2 separate regions of the Zea mays genome follow, and region 1 is linked to region 2. A link is a contact called in public Hi-C data. All regions are on one chromosome and are shown on one strand. The core of a region is the stretch at or near the end of the contact, and the rest is flanking DNA. Distances in the headings are between cores, read along the strand shown. Region 1 holds the start of LOC100383787 (Glutamate--tRNA ligase chloroplastic/mitochondrial). Region 2 holds the start of LOC103628269.

Evidence for each region. A called contact is a pair of places that touch in the nucleus more often than the background predicts.
Region 1: a Hi-C map of root tip shows a contact between it and region 2, with 2.9 times the contacts expected there. The contact joins the promoter of LOC100383787 here to the promoter of LOC103628269 in region 2. A contact is called at or near these places in 3 of 25 Hi-C or Micro-C datasets (leaf, root tip and tassel).

The regions. Positions count from the first base shown.
Region 1 is chr5:72,916,893-72,920,136 of Zm-B73-REFERENCE-NAM-5.0, forward strand. LOC100383787 (Glutamate--tRNA ligase chloroplastic/mitochondrial) reads right to left here and starts at 1,361. Exons shown (of 12, transcript NM_001176422.2): 1 at 815-1,361; 2 at 251-372. The coding sequence starts at 1,163.
Region 2 is chr5:72,786,116-72,789,024 of Zm-B73-REFERENCE-NAM-5.0, forward strand. It overlaps LOC103628269, which reads left to right and starts at 1,524. Exons shown (of 2, transcript XM_035959075.1): 1 at 1,524-2,595. The coding sequence starts at 1,524. LOC100194308 (pentatricopeptide repeat smr4) reads right to left here and starts at 1,441. Exons shown (of 2, transcript NM_001139346.1): 1 at 1,108-1,441; 2 at 1-987. The coding sequence starts at 1,377. LOC103626542 (serine/threonine-protein kinase STY46) reads right to left here. Exons shown (of 16, transcript NM_001398826.1): 16 at 2,863-2,909.

The DNA of each region.
Region 1 (3,244 bases), core at 111-2,610, 130 kb after region 2:
AGGATACTGTCAAATGACTCCAAAACTAGTCATTCAAGATCGTGAATTACGATAGAATCGGCTGCGATGAATTTTCTGTAAAACCAAACGGGTCAGATACTTTTACTAAAAAGGCAAAAAGCTTCTAGAACTCTGCATAAAGGGAATGAATAGCACATGTGCATGTGAAACTGGGATTGTTGAAACCCGACTGCACTTGTCACTTGATAACACACGGCATCATGCAAATTATGCGAGGGAAGAACAATACCTCGCTGGAGCAAAAGCAGCGGTAAACCGCACCAGAGTCCAAAAGCTTCTCAGCATACTGTTTGTACAGTGAGTTCCGCTCTGACTGGCGATAAGGCCCAAAATCCCCACCGACATCGGGACCTAGCCAAATATGGACGTAGACCAATTATTTCTGCTATAGTCGTATAGATAGCAGTATAGCACGCTCTACAATGATCTGATGAAACTGAATATTCATCGCAATGCTTGTACATAGATTAGCTCTTTTGCAGGTGCACGGAAACACAGCAGTCAACAGAAAAGTTAGCAAACAATTATGTTTTTTGACATCTCCTACCGATTTACCTGCACCTAAAGCCGAGCCGCCGTATTATGTGCGAGTGGCATCCAGTTTTCGCGATAAGAGCATAACAGTTGCAAGATGAGAGGCTAGATCTATGAAGCAGTAGTGATCAAGTCAAAGGCGGCAAGCAGCAGCAACGGCTGGACTGCAAGGTCAGAAATGTACGGGCCACAATGATAGGCCGTCGACGAGATGACACCCAATTCAGAGTGGTGAGAGAGAGAGAGAGAGAGAGCGCACCTTCGTCCCAGTCTAGACCGAGCCAGGCGAGGTCGGCGAGGACGGCCTCCTCGGACTTCCTGGTGGAGCGCTCGAGGTCGGTGTCCTCGACGCGGAGCACGAAGCGGCCCCCCTTGGAGCGCGCGAAGAGGTAGTTGAAGAGCGCGGTGCGGGCGCCGCCGACGTGGAGGTTGCCGGTGGGCGACGGCGCGAAGCGGACGCGGACGGGGGCGGGGCTGCCGTCGGCGCCGGAGGCGCGGACGGAGAAGCTCCGGCGGAGGTGGAGGTGGCGGAAGGGGCGCGCGGGCGCGTCCGGTAGGAGGCGCATGCGCAGCCACGGCGACCCCGTCAGCAGTGCGCTCGCCGCCATGTCTTCCCTTTTTGAGGATTGCGACGAAATGGGAGAGGATGATGGATAGGATCATAGGACTATAGTCTATAGGACGGTCAGACGGTGGGGTGGGGGGTGTTGGGGGCCCAAACGAGACGGCGAGCGGGATAGCCAAGCTACTGACACAAAGGGCTCACATGGCAGAAGGTAGGATATGGTTAAAGGTGTACATTCGCGTCACTCGGCCGGGTCTAGCCCAAATCCAAAAAAATCCGTATTATTTGAATTTCGTGTTGGCTCGGTCCGTTTGAATTTCGGATCGTGTCGGGCTGGCCCACGGGCCTAGCCCACGGTCCGGCCCGTAATTGCTTAAACGTACCGACCTCATTTCGGGCGGTCTGAAATTATAAAAGCACGAAATTCACATTAGGGCCCGAAATTCAAAACAAATTTAATAAAACAAATAAAAGATAAGACAAATAAATTTGACCAAAAGCAAACTTAATATTTGTATTAAGTTATTAGAGCTATGCAATGACTACCTCGTTTACAAATCATTTTGTTAGAAAGAAAAAGAGTACAATCAGCTATATATAAAGTTCGTAAGTTCAGTTCATTATCTAATGTTCATAACAAAAATAAAATTATATCACATACTCTAATTTAAAGCTACAAAAAACATCTAACTAACATTATCTCTAGCATTGTGTTCTTTATCAAGTACATGAAAGTGTGGAATGAAGTGCGATTTTAATAAATATATGGGTCTTTTTGTGCCTCTATATGGGCCATTTCGTGCTTGCCTTAAACGGGTCGTGCTCGTGCCCGCCCATGGGCCGCGACCTCGGCCCAAACCCGGCCCAGCACTAAAATATTTTGTGTCGTGTCGTGCCTGGGCTGTGCTTTTTTCGTGCTTCGGGCCGGCCCATTAGGCCTGGCCCAAATGTACACCTATAGATATGCTTTTGTCACAGAAATCTGAATGACGTTCGACTGACATGTGGGCTCCAGCGGCTAAAGGGAAGAGAGAGGAAGGAACAAATCTATTACTACTCATTAAGAGCACAACGAGGGCGTCCACAAGCATCATCGTGCCCCCCGCCCCCATCTCCCGAAGCCGTCAGCGACCGCTGTCCTGCTTCCCTCGCCCCGCACAGAAGCCGTTCGCGACCGCTGCCCTGCACCGCGTCCACAGTGACAGGGATCCGAGAACACCCCCGTGGCATGTCCGGGATTCAAGGCCTCCCCCCCGGCGATGCCCGGATCCGCGACCGCCGCAGTCCAACCCCGTCCTCCGTCACCGTGACCCCGCCCTCATTCGACATCGGCACCCCCTCCCCCAGACCACTGCCGGATTCCATCGTAGGAGCTCCTCGCTCGTGCCCGCTTTTTCACCGGCGACTCGGGGAGGCCATGCCCCCTTCATCGTGTCCTGCCTTTTGGCCGCCGAGCCACCCCTCACTCCCCCTCGTCGCCTCTTCGACCCGGCCGCGTCCCGCCTCAGCTGATGGGTGGGTGGGACGGCGAGGTCGTGGTGTACGCTCACTGCGCAGGAGCTGGTGCTGCGATTAGCTCCTTGACAGTTCCGCCCACACCTGCGTGTACTCCGCCTCGCCGCATCCTGCCGCTCTACGCCGACATCGACACCAACAAGGTGTGTGGCCTCGGCCCCGGCGAACGCATCGGCAGTGTACCGAGGCACCTCCCATTGGAATGGCGAGTGCTGATCTGATCTGAAGAGGAAGGTGGAGGAGGACACTGAGATGGCAGCGTGGAAGGCGCCTGCAGCGTCGTGTTCCTCGACGATAACGCGGAGCTAGATCCCTCAACCTAAAGCAACCTGCCATCGCGCCTCCTCAACCCAGTGAAACTACAGAAAGGTAAGATATTTCTATTACTGAGATGGCAACGTGGAAGGCGCCTGCGGCGTCGTGTTCCCCGACGATGACGCACAACAGAATTACTAAGGATACGTAGCTGAAGGTGAGTGTTTCCTGGTGCTCCCTGGTATCTAAATTGTTTTGCATGGCTTAGCAAATTTATTCTCTACGACGGTTACTTGCATAGGCGTGGTTGGTGCAAGGTGATTCTTCCCTGCGACGGCAGAGCCAACAGCGAAG
Region 2 (2,909 bases), core at 274-2,773:
TCCCAGCACCTCCTGCGCCAGCTCCCGCACTCTGGACTCGCCTCGGACGTCACTGTGCTTCCCAACGCCGCACACCACCGACACCTCCAACGGCAACGCGCGGGCGCGGCCCCTCACCGCGTCCACCCACTGCAGCACCAGCACGTAGGCTGCAACCGTGCTGAACCCGTGCAGGTTCAGCTTCGCCTCGGCCTCCGACCACTCCATCGCCCTGTCCAGAACCGACGCCGACGACGCCAGGAGCTCCCGCACCACCTCCACTTCCGCTGCCGGTGCCGGTGTTGTCGACGCAGACCTGAGCCACCCGACCAGCCCGGCCGTCGACAGCGGAAGCTCAGGGCCCAGCTCCCGCACCACCGAAGCGAGCGACGGACACGAGTTGAGCACCAAGTTGTAGCCTTTCGCGGTCACCGCGACGCGCAGCTTCCGCATCCTCTTCAGCCACGCCAGAGTCCTGGCGTGGTCGCGGCAGGCGCTGTAGCACGACAGCACGGCATCCGCCGCGCCGGCGCCGAGGCGGATGCCGCCGGCGTCCGCCATGGACGCGATGACCCGCTCCATGTCGGCCGGTGAGCCGGCCCTGCCGTAGCACCTCGCGACGGCCCCGAACTGGGCCGCCTCGGGCCGGTGCCCTCGCGAGACCATCTCCCTGAGCGCTGCCTCGGCCTCGGCCGGCATGCCCAGCAGGCACAGGGACTTGACCATCGCCGCGTAGGCCTTGCGCCCGGAGAGCGGCGGCATGGACCGTAGCTCCATGTGGAACTCCGTCGCCCGGTCCTTGAGCCCGCGCGAGGAGAACGCCGCTATGAGGTCGCAGTAGAAGAGGGCTACCTCGTCGGTCGACTGCTGGAGGTGCTGCGAGACGGAGTCGGCGATCAGGGACCTGGATTCTCCGGCGCGTCCGTTGGCTTCGAGCAAGGCGGCGACTGCAGCTGCGTGGATCGAGCTCCATTTGAACCACCGTGCCTGTGTGACCGCCTCGTAGAACTGCAACAGGAATAGAACAGAGGTTACCGGCTGATGATAAGGAATCAGGTGATGGTTTTCTGTTTCTTGGTACGGCTACCTCCTCCTCCGGGAGAGGTGAGACTGTGAGAGGGGGCGCACCGGGATGGCGAGGGGGTCGGAGTCCATGAGTAGCCTGGAGAGCGCGGCGAGCGCGGCGCGCTCCGACTTGGTGCCGACGTAGCTGCGGATGACGCGCTCGGTCGCGCCCGCTGTCACTGTGCGCTCCAGCTCCGACATGAGCCGCCGCTCGCTCCGCCAGCTAGACCCGCCGCCCGACGCGACCCGGCGCAGCGAGGACGAGACCACGGGGGAGAACCTCCGCCGCCGGGCAGCCGCGGGCGGCGCCCAAAGGGACGCCACCGCTGGCATCGCTGCTTGGGCTGGCCTGTGATGTGCTGAGCTTTCGAGCTGATGCCTGGTAGATGTGGATGAGGTGAGACCGTGAGACCGTGAGAGATGACACGATGTGCCCTTTTTTTATCCATATCATCACGCCTATGACGAGACTTGTGTGACGAGCGGGTAGTTCCCTCTGTGCGCTGCGGAGGCTCATCACTCCCCAGTCCCCACCAGAGACCCTGCCTCGGCTGCCGACCGCCGCGGCAGGCGACGATGCTGGCCCCGACCGCTGCCGGACCCTGCCTCTCCTCCCCGGCTCCGCCGACACCCACGTCCACGACGGCGCCTCCTCACCTCATCCGCCTCCCTCCCCTCACCACCCACCACCGCGCGCGCGCCGGTGCCGGTGCCGCGCCAGGCCGGCGAGAGCGGGACCGGCGCCCACGCCTCCTCCTGCGCCGGCGCCGTCGTCTCGGCCGGCGAGGGACCGCGTGATCGAGTTCGGCAAGTACAGGGGCCAGATGCTGGGCACGCTGCCGCCGTCGTACCTCCGGTGGGTCGCGGCCGAGCTCGACTACGGGGACACCGCGCCCTGGGCAGGCCTCGCGCGCGCCGTCCTCGACGACCCCGTGTACGTCGACCGCGTCGAGTGGGAGCACGCGCACCGCTTCCTCCGCGGCGACGCCGACGGCTACGACTACGCCTACGACGCCGACGGCGACGGGCCGCTCCAGGAGATGGCCGAGCGCTTCGGGTGGGACCTCTCCGACGAGGAAGGGTGGGGCCGCCTCGACCTCCGCCTCCTCGGCACATCCTACGGCGGCCGCATTCCAAGGAAGGGCGCCCGGACGAAGCAAAGCAACAGCAATAGCAACAGCTCCCCCGGCGGCGCCAAGAAGGGCGGCTCCCTGTTCGGCGCCGCCGCCGGGGCTGACCCGGGCGGCGCCGTGGGGAAGCGCGACAAGAGGAGGGAGCGGGTGCGGACGAGGAGGGAGGAGCAGGTGAGGACGGCCAAGATGGACATGCTCGGGGTGCATGCTGGCGTGGCGGACGGCGGCGTCCTGGGATCGTCGTCGGCCAGGAAGCAGGCTCAGATCAGGATGGCCAGCAAGGAGATTCTGGGGCTGGGCCAGAGTAGCCGCGCCGGCGAGACGCTCGACGAGAAGAGGACGCCGGGGAAAGGCGGAAAGGGCGCCAATCCTTTCCCCGGCCGTCAAGCATTCCTCGACAAGGTCAGGAAGCTCAAAGGTGATGACTGATGAATGATAGCTAGATACAGTAGCTAGCTCGAATTTGTAGTTGGACATGTAATTTTTTTTGTCGAATCTTTGATTTGCTGAGGTTTGGGGTATTATTATTCAGCGAAAGGCGATTTGATGATGATGGTCAGTCGGTTTACAATCCTGTTTTACTCGAGATTGTGCCAGAAGTCAAAATGCATCATTCGTTTGATTAAAAGTTCGCTGAAATAGTCATTTCAAGAAGACGCTTCTGTACAAGTAGTCAACTGCATCAGTAAATTCATCTCATCTATGATAAATCTCCGAGTTAACTGACACGAA